2 separate regions of the Mus musculus genome follow, and region 2 is linked to region 1. The links are chromatin contacts, called in public Hi-C maps. All regions are on one chromosome and are shown on one strand. Each heading gives the region's core, a stretch centred on a gene start, on an enhancer-like site or on the middle of the called end of the contact. The rest is flanking DNA. Distances are from core to core; before and after follow the strand shown. Region 1 has its middle 17 kb from the start of Gm25702. Region 2 holds the start of 4930449C09Rik (RIKEN cDNA 4930449C09 gene).

What was found. Hi-C and Micro-C count contacts between places; a contact is called where the count stands out from the background.
Region 2: a contact with region 1 is called in a Hi-C map of myeloid progenitors, with 6 times the contacts expected there. The contact joins the promoter of 4930449C09Rik here to the enhancer-like site in region 1. A contact is called at or near these places in 1 of 15 datasets of contacts at CTCF or cohesin (CD8 T cells) and 3 of 484 Hi-C or Micro-C datasets (cardiomyocytes, granulocyte-monocyte progenitors and myeloid progenitors).

What each region holds. Positions count from the first base shown.
Region 1 is chr15:63,495,502-63,501,536 of GRCm38.p6, forward strand. No RefSeq gene overlaps it. Among named protein-coding and RNA genes, the nearest start is that of Gm25702, 17 kb to the left of the region's middle. Within about 2 kb of position 1,895, at least 15 of the 459 cell types and tissues checked have an H3K27ac peak or open chromatin away from gene starts, as enhancers often do. A contact at or near this core is called in granulocyte-monocyte progenitors and myeloid progenitors, where this site is marked.
Region 2 is chr15:63,716,794-63,722,509 of GRCm38.p6, forward strand. It overlaps 4930449C09Rik (RIKEN cDNA 4930449C09 gene), which reads left to right and starts at 1,555. Exons shown (of 4, transcript NR_166778.1): 1 at 1,555-1,667; 2 at 4,983-5,148.

The DNA.
Region 1 (6,035 bases), core at 645-3,144:
GTGTTAGAATAAAGATAGCGGCGTAATGTATGAGAAATTACTATTACAGAAACTACAATTGTCACTTCTCATGCCCAGTCTGTTCTACTTTAGCAATTTAGCAATTTACAGTTACTAATAACTGTCATGGTGGCCAGCACATCCATGTCCCCATCATGAGAATATTTCTCTTGGTACAAGAAATCATAGTGTACAGAGTCGGGTAAGCCTGCAATAGGATTTTTAAAAGCTATAGGTGAAATGATTAATGGAACGTCATGAAGAATGCCAGGCTCATCCTCTCTCATGGGACACATATGACAATGGGAACAAAATGGGCAACACACTTTACCACCTTACCAATAGGCTCATTGTAAGAACCAAAATAATCAAAGGCCATTAACTACATATTATCTCCTAGACAGCATTTCCCATTTCGTTTCCAGTTTCTATGCAAATAAGTCATGATCACATCTTGTCCAACTGATAGTTGGGACTATACATTTACCAAGATTGTAAAAGTATAAAAATGACCCTTGGCTAATTTGTAAAGAAATTACCATTACAGAAATTACAGCATTCATTTTCTTTATTTCTTTTCTCTTTTAAATATTTCATTATATATACTTGTTTTACATGGCACTGAGCTACATACAAGGACATTTCCATACAAGTACATAGTGTATGTGGGGCATGTTATTCCCACGCCCCCCACCCTCAAATTTCTCACCCCTTCCCCTTCCTATTAGTTCCCTTTGTTCCTCTAGAGCAGTGGTTCTCAGCCTTCCTAATGCTGCAACACTTTAATACAGTTCCTCATGTTGTGGTGACCCCCAACCATAAAATTATTTGGTTGCTACTTCATAACTATAATTTTGCTACTGTTATGAATCGTAATGTAAATATCTGATATTCAGGATATCTAGTATAAAACCACCAAAGGGGTCATGGCCCACATGTTGAGACCCTTTGTTCTACCATCTAGACAATTGCACTGAAATCATTTCTCCTGACCAGCCTGTCCTGTCTCATACTGTTTACTACATTGTTTCAACGGGGTCATGGCAGGTTTTGTTTTGTTTTGTTTTGTTTTGTTTTTAGAGCCTACTATGGGCTCAGTGCTTAGATAATCTCATTTATCAATCACACAAGAATTTGGGACTAGTTTTGTTTATTTCTCTGCTTATTTTTGAATGGGGTCTTAAAGACAGTAAATGACCCAGCCCAGTGAAGATAGCATTAGAGGATAAAATGAAGATTCTATCTACTTAAGTCATTTGAAGTATATTTAAGACAGCCATTGGGAGTTCATTCCTAATACCATCAACTTGCAAGGAACAATTACTCATATTTAGGCTGGGAATGGTTGTGCACACTGAGAAAAGGTAGGCATATTTGGGTGAGTTTAAACCCAGCTTAGTTAATCTAGTGAGTTTCAAGGCAGCCTGAAACTACATAGTAAGACTCTGTCTCAATAAAATAAAATAAAATAAAATAAAATAAAATAAAATAAAATAAAATAAAATGGAGAGAGAGAAGAAGAAGAAGAAGAAGAAGAAGAAGAAGAAGAAGAAGAAGAAGAAGAAGAAGAAGAAGAAGAAGAAGAAGAAGAAGAAGAAGAAGAAGGGGAGAGAGAGAAAAGAGAAAAAGAAAAAAAGAAAGAAAGAAGAGAGAAAAAGAGAAAAAGAAAGAGAAAAAGGAAAAGAAAAAGAAAAAAAGAAAGAGAAAAATTATTCGTATTTTACCAGCTTGCTGAAAATCCCCTAAGAAGCTGGGGCTGGGTGGGTCAGACAGTACAAGCCACATGGTTTCTCAAAAAAAAAAAAAAAAAAAAAGTGGCATCATGTGAAGCAGGGTAAGACAGAAGATTAAGAAAGGGTAGGGTTGAATTGGGAAATACTTCCTTTCCTCAAATGCTAGGGCACAAAGGGCAGACAGACATATGGCACATAAGCCACACCTTCCTCAACATACATAACGGAATGATTTTTGCAGTAAGCCCAGGTATGACACCAATACCTTTCAAAACAGACCAGTGTGCAATGACAGTCACATTTAACAGCAAGAGAGACTATATTCTCCAAGCCTATACTGAAAGTTGAAGGCAGTGGTGGTGCACGCCTTTAATCCCTGCACTTGGGAGGCAGAAGCAGGCAGATTTCTGAGTTCGAGGCCATCTTGGTCTACAGAGTGAGTTCTAGGACAGCCAGGGCTACACAGAGAAACTGTGTCTCGAAAGAAGAGGAAGGAGGAGGAGGAGGAGGAGGAGGAGAAAAGGGAGGCAGGATCAGGTATGGGTGGAGACAGGAAAGAAACCCAGAGGGCCAGAAGAATGAATGAAAATATGCAGAATAGTAACTTTTGCCGGCCATGGTGGTGCATGCTTTTAATCCCAGCACTCAGAAGGCAGAGGCAGGTGGATTTCTGAGTTCGAGGCTAGTCTGGTCTACAAAGTGAGTTCCAGGACACCCAGGGCTATACAGAGAAACCCTGTCTCAAAAAACAAAAACAAAACAAAAAAAGTTGAATATACAAGGCATTGAAGAGACTCAATGTATTGATCTCTCTCATAGGAAAAAAAATGATAATGAAATAAAGTTACTACCTGATGAGATTCATAAGGATCCAATTTAAGTACTATTTTTCTATGTCTGTACCTCCTTTCTCCTTCCTTTTCCTCTTACCTCTCTCTTTTCTTTCTCTCTTCATATGCATGTGATAGAGACAGACAGGTGGATGATAGATAGATAGATAGATAGATAGATAGATAGATAGATAGATAGATAGATAGATAGATGATAGATGAAGATAAGTAGATAAATGATAGGTTGACTGATAAAAATAACTAGATAGATGATAGAGAGATAGAAAGATAAGGAGAGAGAGAAAGAGAGAGAGATGGAGACAGATATATGAGAGAGAGAGAGAGATCAAAAATATAGGTACTGGCAAAATCATTATCCAGTAATCTTCACAAACAGCAAGAGAGAATGTCTTTTCAGACCTACTGTTTCCATGCTGATGATCTATTCCTGCTAAAAACCAACAGATATTCACAGGTATTAGCAAGTAAGATCTACAAGTAAGATAATTAAGAAATCGTCCATATTTGACTCGACCTCTAGACCCACAGTTCCTGAGAATTATGTGAAGGAAGTATTCTTGCTCAATCATGTTTCTACCATATCATCAATCCCACAAAGAAACAGAGGAACTGAGCCAGCTCATTCTACCCGCATTTGCCTCAATTCTGAACCCAGGGAAGGAGAAGTTGGGCTTTAGCCTCATTTAGTGCTTCTGTGTGAAGCTGGAGGCATGACTACCTGGTCATTTGTTCAACATGCAACAAAAATGAATAGATATGCATGCATCCATTTGTACACTTGGAAATCTAGTAGCTTGTTTAGCAGGCATTTGTTAAGGGCCAGTGGTTTTCCAGGCATTCTTCTAGCAACTCCAGACATAGAGAGTAAGAAAACAGTTCCTACCCTCAGGGAGGTCAGTGGCCAGTTGAGCAGATGATGGTTAAAACACTGATGGATGGGGAAAAAAATGGCTGCAGGACCATGTGGAAGCCTAATGACAAAATTATACAAAGCCATAACAGAGAGGGGAACACCAAGTAAAGGTGTCTCATCTCTTGCCAAAGTTGTTTTGCATGTGGAACACTTTTTTAGACATGCAGACTTTCCAAATTGTTGGACTATTTATCTCCAAATTCTTAAAGCCTTAGGAGAAATGCTATCTCCCCCCACCCCATTCCAAGTTCCAAATGGACTCAAGCTGGACTTCACAACCTTCCCACAGTTACACTAATTCGGTGCTACTCTGCCCAACTGCTTATCTCTGATAAGGACATCATTGGCAGAAGAACAAAATGCAAAGCTCAAAGGAAAAGGGGCAAGATTAGCACTATTGGCCTAGATCACAACTATGTTCGTATAACCAGAAACCTTCAAAATATCCACTAAAGTGTTCTACTGTCAAAATAAGAGGCTCCAGTGAGATTGAAGATTTTCCTACATCCCAAGAGCAACCAGACATAGTATAAGATGCAGTTATCTACAATATAGTAGCAAAAACTCCACAAGAATTGTCAGATAGATTTACATTCTGATACTGCTGATGGTAGCAATGAAGTCAGTGATATTGAATAAACAGGCTCTAGGGCAGGGGAAAGCACTTTGCCCCTTAGAACTCTAAGCATGTCAAACAGATATGTAAATGAAGTGTTGTCTTAAATAAATTACGTTTTTTAAAAGTAGTTGTTACATCTGGGAGTATACAGAGATAGTTCAAAATGCAAAGAAGCCATTTAAGCCTTCAATGGGAAATAAATATAACTCCTTTTCAGGGCCAGGACTTGTGGAATACAAATGATGGCATGTCATGTGACAATAAAGACCCCAGTGTGTGCAAAGAAATATAGGCATATTGAATACAGCATGGTCTATGGTGACAAGAAACAAACAAAAGAAAATTTTCTTTTCCCTCTCCAACAGTAAGGCAGTGGTTAAATGAATTGTAATGCATAAATGCAATGGTGTCCTCTGTGATCATGTAACACATCGTTGATCTTTGTCTTAATATAAAAGAAAGCATTAATAAGTGTAATGTTTTATCTTATTTACTTATTTATACATGTGACAGTTTGAGTTTCTGAGCAATACACACAACGATAATAGAAATACTCATCAATCATCCACATATCTATCTATCATCTCTCTCCCTTCTATTTCTCTCTTTGTTCTCTCTGCTGCATCCTCAACTGAACAATGCCTGGGATGCAGTCAGTACAGAGTAAGTGTATCTTCAGTGAATGAATCAATTTAGAGTGCTACCTTCCTGTGTCCAGTGTGTAGTAAATTCTTAATGTTACACGTGACTATATGGCGATGGCAAGAGAAAGAGGAAAAGCCTTCCAAGGAGAAGAGATAGATCGTGCAGCCTGTGCTGTCACAATCTGCCACAAAAGCAAAGAATCACTGCTTTCCAAACCTACTGCTGAAATGCTTCAGGGTCCCAGTTGAACTTCCCCACTCTAATGCTCTTTCCTAGAATATGGCTCTATTAAAAGATTTAGCGACTCAGCAGCACAGAGGATACTCAATTTCCTCCCTGGGTCCTATTCTTGAAAGGTCAGGCCCCACTGACTTCCCATTTCCCATCCATTGTCACAGTTCATTGTTCTTCCCCCATCACAAGGAGTAAGCAGCACAATTACATCACTGGTCTCCTACCCCTTCAACCAGCTTTTCAACAGAGAAAGATCAGCCTCTCTTCTCATGTGTGACTCTGTGCCTGGTGCACAGAAATTGCTCTGGATTTTCTGTAGAATGTCTGTTTCTTTGTTTATAGATAAATGGTAGGTTTATCTAAAGCTACAGATTCCTCACAACATCCTTGTAAAATGGAAAGTAAAGATAGTGAGCCGGACTTGTGCCTGCCTGCAGCCCTGGAGGACAAAGAGCTTAGAGCAAGACAGACCAGGACTTGAATCCCAGCCATTCTAACTCCAAAGTACAGTCTTTAAACTTGAGCCCGACTTTATTCTAGGCTTTCAGTCTCAGCGCCGTTCTTCTCCTATCATTGATGGTAGCATTGCAGATCTCTGTCCTGGAGACAGCAGGGAGGGAATGTAAGACTTGGTGGACATGAGTTTTCACATGTGACAAGGGACCATCTCAACTGCCTTATTAGAATAGACTTCCGCAGACTTATCCCTGGGAACCTATGTAAAAGAGAAACATCTAGGTAAACCTTGTGTGTTCAAACCACAATGTGATAAGAAAAGTCCCTTTATTCCCCTTCTGAGGTAGAATAGCAAGGCTGATTAATGAAGTAGCAGAAGCAAGAGTGAAACATGACCCAGGGAAGAAACTGACTGACCACAGTGAGGTCCTCAGTGCTTTGAAACTTCAGCTAGCCTCTGGAAATCAAAACTTAGTGCATTAATGTTGTTTCCTTCTAGTTGTGATCTCCTGTAAGTTTTAAATTATCTTAGACTTTCTAAGTCTAAACTATATTCTGTGTGTGGGTGGGGGGGGGGTTAAGTT
Region 2 (5,716 bases), core at 305-2,804, 220 kb after region 1:
TTAAGCTAAATGTTGGATAGCCAACATATCCTGCTCTCAGAGGAAGAAGCCAAGGCTCTAGGGAAGTAAAAGAATTTCCCTGGGGCATAGCTAGACACGAAGTCAGGGCCTCCAGATCTATGTGTAGTCATCTGTGGTCTTTGTGCCTGAGGGAAGCATCGAACATGTAAGAAGCCTGCTTCAAGACCAAAACCAACTAAGGAGAAAGGAGTCAACTGAGGGAGCTGGGAAACAGCTGGGTGAAGACTCTGAGCTGTAAAAGGGAGTACACATTTGAGGACGGGAAGAGAGAGAAACATGTCATGTCCGACTGGAGCTCAGAGGGGGCTCCAACATGTTGTCACCTCAGGAAGGGCCAAAGAGATGTGGAACTCCAGTCTTTGGTGGGGGAGGGGGGCATGGTCCTGAAAAAATCTTACCAAAGTGTATTAGAATCCTTGAAATGTACATTTTTGAGCAGTCAGCATAGAGTAGTACTGCTTTATCTGTGAGAGGTATTCTAAGCGATACTTTTGGGGGGGTGGATATTTTCTTTACTTACATCTCAAATGTTTTCCGCTTTCCAGGTCTCCTCTTCGGAAATCTCCTATCCCATCCCCCTAGCCCCTGCCTCTATGAGGACGCTCCCCCACCCACCCACTCCTGTCCTCCCGCCCTGGCATTTCCCTACACTGGGCCACCTAACACCCTCAGACCCAAGGGCCTCTCCTCCCACTGATGTCCAACAAGGCCATCCTCTGCCACATAGGTGGCCAGCGCCATGGGTGGCTCCATGTGTACTCTTTGGTTGGTGGTCCAGTCCCCGGGAGCTCCGGGGTGGGAGGGGGGTTGGCCTTAAACCCAAGAAAGTTCCAGACAAAACAGGCTAAGGCAGTCCTTCTGGTTAGCTTTCCATCTGTGTCAGCCTCTAAGCTACCTGAGCCTGAGGCAAACATCCTTCCTTCTTCAGGTGTCCCTAATAAGGAGGTAAGAGTGTAAGCCAGGCAGGCTTTAGGAAGAAATTTAAATGAAAACACCCACAGCAGACCACCTGGCTCCCAGAAGTCACTCAGGGAGGGGCCGCTATTACTAAGGTGCCATGAAAAAGGAGAAAAATAGGAGTTTTCTCACCACCCCTTCAATATGGTCTTCGGAATTCTCCCCGAAATGACTCTCCTAGGACCCTGGTTTGCAGCCAGCTGTTAGGGATCGCCATAAACAGCATAGCTTTAACAAGCCGAAGCAGCCCTGTGCTGTGCGGCACAGTGAAGCCCCAGCTTCACTGCTTAGAAGTTCCCATAACTCAAGTCTCTCATACTCTAGGCAAGCTTCACCAATGACACACTGTGTGTCTCACGGAGACTTGGCCCGGGAACAGAAGTGAAGCCAACTGAGTTTCTTTACCACTGACTGCCCTTGAAAGTTTTAACCTGTCCTGCTTTGTCCCAGACTGGACCTACAGCTCTCGCCCAAGCATCCCTACCGCGTTCCCCAGGAAGTGAAAGGGGTCCTGGATTGCTAACCTCCCCTCGCGCGCCGGCTCCAACGGCCCCCTCCACCACCACCACCACCACCACCACCACCACCACCACCACCACCCCCACCGTGAGCTCTATAGACACTGCTTTAATTTTCAGAAGTAACTGATGCAAAACTTCACAACTTTATTATAAACAGGAAAAAAAAACGTAAGTCCCACACAACCCCCGCCTCTCTCCCTGTTCTTTCTCTCCTTCTCCCTCCCTCATTTCCTCCCTCTCTCTCCCTTCAAAGTTCTGCATTACTCTATGCACGTTCCTCCCAAGGTTCATGCTCTGTCAGGACCCATTATCTCTTCTTTGTAATAACCTATGTACCATTATCCTGAACTCAGAACAACTCTGGCAAAGCAGAAATAATGCATCATCCACTAACATGGAAAATATCAAGGGTACAGATCGAAACAAAGCATTCTCAAAAGAGGGAGCTCAAACAGCTGAGGAGGACTTAAAGAAATGGTCCACATCCTTAGTCATCCCAAAAATGCAAATCAAAACGGCTTGAAGAATTCATCTTGCACCCATCAGGATGTCTAAGATCAAGGAGACAAATGTCAGCTATGCTGGCAAGGATGTGGGGTAAGGGAAACACTGATCCATCGGTGAAAACTTGTAGAGTCACTATGGAAATCAGCATGGCTGTTCCTCAAGACGATGAGAATCAATTTACTTCAAGACCTAGCTATACCATTATTCTTGGGGATATACCCAAAGGATGCTTCATCCCATCCCAGAGACACTGATCAGCTCTGCTCATTGCTACTCTATTCATAATAACAGAAATTGGAAACAACCTAGATACCTAGAAGAGATAATGGGTCCTGATACACTCCATGAGAGAGAACCCATACTGGACACTGGTTAGGTGACCAAGAACCTGAGATTAGATAGGCCAGGGACCTAAGGTAAAACCAAACATCACTTTTCTAAGAGGAAGGAAGGAAGGGAGGGAGGGAGGGAGGGAGGGAGGGAGGGAGGGAGGGAGGGGAAGAAGGGGAAAGGGAAGAAGGGAAAGGGGAAGGGGAAGGGAAGGGAAGGAGAAAGCAGTAGCAATAAAATGGCTACAACTGACATTCTGCCATACCCATAGATCAGCACGTTGCTCAGTCCACATTGGAGAAGCTTCCTCCTGCACTAGATGGGAACAAATATAAAAACCCAAGCCAGATATTATATGGAGTGAGAGATTCTGGAACACTCAGCTCTAAAGAGGGTATCTCTGTCAAATCCCTCTCCTCAGTGCTCAGGGACTTCTGCAGAAGAGGGGCAGAAAGAATGTAAGAGCCAGAGGGAATGAGAAACACTAAGAAATCAAGACCTTCAACAGGATCACACATATGACCTCAGAGACTGAGGCAGCATGCGCAGGGCCTGCACAGGGCCTAGATGGAGTCCTAGAGCTAAAGCACAAATCCCACATCCTAACAAACACCTCATCCTGACCCAGAAGCAACCTCCAATTGGTAGGCAGTTACAAATGAAAAATAAGTTTTCTCCAAAGGGAAGCAAGCTACTCCTAAGAGTAGGTCGCATGCCCAGCAGTAAATAAACAATGAATTCAGTGGTGTCTTTGAAGGTCCTAGTCTCATAATGCCATGTCAGGGAATTGTTTTTATTTTATCTTATTTTTTCTAATCTTATTTAATTTATAGTTTTCATCACTTTTTAACCCTATAGGTCATAGAAAAATAGATGATGGATAGGTATTTCAGATATATATAAATTGTGTGTGTGTGTGTGTGTGTGTGTGTGTGTGTGTGTGTGTGTGTGTACATTAAACCAGTTTAGTGTTTTATGGGATTTCTGAGTGTGCCAACAAGTGGGTCTTTGCATGTATGTCCCTTGTACCTTTACTTGGGCTATTTTATTTGTTCATTTAGTCCTTCTCTGATTATCTTAATTATCTTTGTTTTATTAGTCCTTTGAAACCTGTTCATTTTGTAATGAGAGACAGAAAGGGGGTGGATCCAAATAGAAGGGGAAGTAAAGAGGAACTGGGAGGAGTAGAGGGGGGAGAAACCATATTCAGGATATATTACATGAGAAAAAAATCTATTTTTAACAGAAGGGAAAGTTTATGATATATTATTTATATATATATTTATTTGAGATAACTCATTTAGTCTTACAAACCTATAAAATACATTGTTACCAGAATTATTTAAATAAATTTACTAAGAACATTTAAAAGGGGGAAAAGCTAGCCTGCTCTTGGTCATGTGGTAAGAAAGGACTCTCTATTCCTAACCTTTTCTTTAAAAAAAAAAAAAAAGGTTAACTTTTTAACCTGCCTAACTGCTAATGAGTATAGTCTTATTTTTGGAGGGATGAAAACCATTCTCAAATTAATTGTGATGTTTGAACATCTCTGTCAAGTACACTAAAAACCACTCAATTGTGTGTTATAAATGAGTGAGTTACAGAAGTTACAAAGTATATTACAATAAATTTTTATTTTTGTTATTTCATAATTTGTTTTCCAGTCCAGGTCTCACTGTGCAGTTCTGGAAGGCCTGAAACTCTTTGTAAATTAGAATGATCTTGAACTCACAGAGAGTCACCTGCCTCTGCCTGCCTCTGCCTCCGGAGTGCTAGAATTTCAATAAATTTTTCAAAAAGAGAAAGAACACAGGAGTCTGCCCTGGAATGTGGGTTTGACTCCTGGCTGTGCAACCTGGCGTACATTAACGTACATTTTCCATGACCCCTCCCCTTCTCTGTGAGTCCAGTGCTTCCTCTGCAAATTGGGTTAAAGCAACATCTCCTACAAACGGGCAGTTGGGAAGAATTATTTTTAAAGTAATTTAGCAGCTCCCAGGATATACAAAGCCATGTGTAAGGATACTGCTCTGTTTCAGCTCTGCATTCCAACGGTTTGGTGTTATGGTTAAGTGCCTGATTCAGAGGAAGTAGAGATGATTTCTCGTGTTTGTAACTCGGCCAGGCACAAGCAAGGACATGAATGCAGGACATATCTGCTGGCAGGCTTTAGTCAGTCAGAAGACATGAAGGTTTCCAGTGACTTGGTTTGAGTTCTAGTCACCACCTTGCAACATGGTTACCCTAAACACAAGTCCTTCACATCTACCCCAAGTTTTGACTGTCTTAATCCAACTCATAAAACTGACAGTTTCAGATCTATCAAACTCAAATGGTTTGTTTCAAACATGAAATAATTAATGCCACGGATGTCTTTTTTAAACTGCATCTCTCCCTCTCAGACATGGGTTTTGCCCTAAAGATGGTCCAGGTGTCTCTTTTGCTCTTGAATCCCTCTCCTCCATCCCCTTCCACTCCTTGCTCGTTCATCTGTACATCAAACACCTAAAACGGGTGAGAACTGAGCCCGAACCTCGAGAAAAAGAGTAGCTGAGCTCCGGAGGCCAGTAGATCTCCTTCTATGTGCACAGCCTGGGGTATGAAGTCCTAGCTAGTGCTTGTCCTTTCACTTTGGTTCCTTGCTAGGACACAGAAGATACATGGAGGCAGTAGTGGCCTGTTCATCAAGCCTTCCAGACCTCCAGGTGGGAAGATGGAGGTAGGTGAGCCCAGCCTGCCAACCACCAACTCTGAAAGCCTCTACTGCCATCTACTGACCAGTGGGGGAATTCATGGGCAAAATGCCAAGAAGGTGAGTTCCTCAGTTAAAAGTTTTAATAATCAGTTCCTGCAGCCCCCCACCCCATTTCCTCCCAATGAGAAAATTCCCAAGCCCTCATAAGTAAGGGGCTTCTATGACACCATACCATCAGTCGTAGCAGCCTATCTCCCCTGCACCCAGATTGGCTCTGCCCACCTACAGTTCTTCCATTTGAAAATAGAGCCACACTAGCCTGTAAGAAAGATCCAAGACTGGGTCTGCATTAATATTTGCTTTTCAGCCCAGAGCTCAGTGCCACAGGGCCAGCAACGCCCTTCAAGGACAAGGTTCTGAACTAATCATTTGAAAGTATTTGCTGGGTTTTGGTTTGTTTTTTAGAATATGAAGATACCAGGTTTGTTCACACACACACACACACACACACACACACACACACACACACACACACACACACACTCCTATAATCCCAACACTTAGGAAGTTGAGCCACCAGGAAGGAAAATCTTGAGTTTGAGGTTAGATTGGGCTACAGCAAGACTCTGTGGTGTGTGTGTGTGTGTGTGTGTGTGTGTGTGTGTGTGTGTGTGTGTGTGTGTAA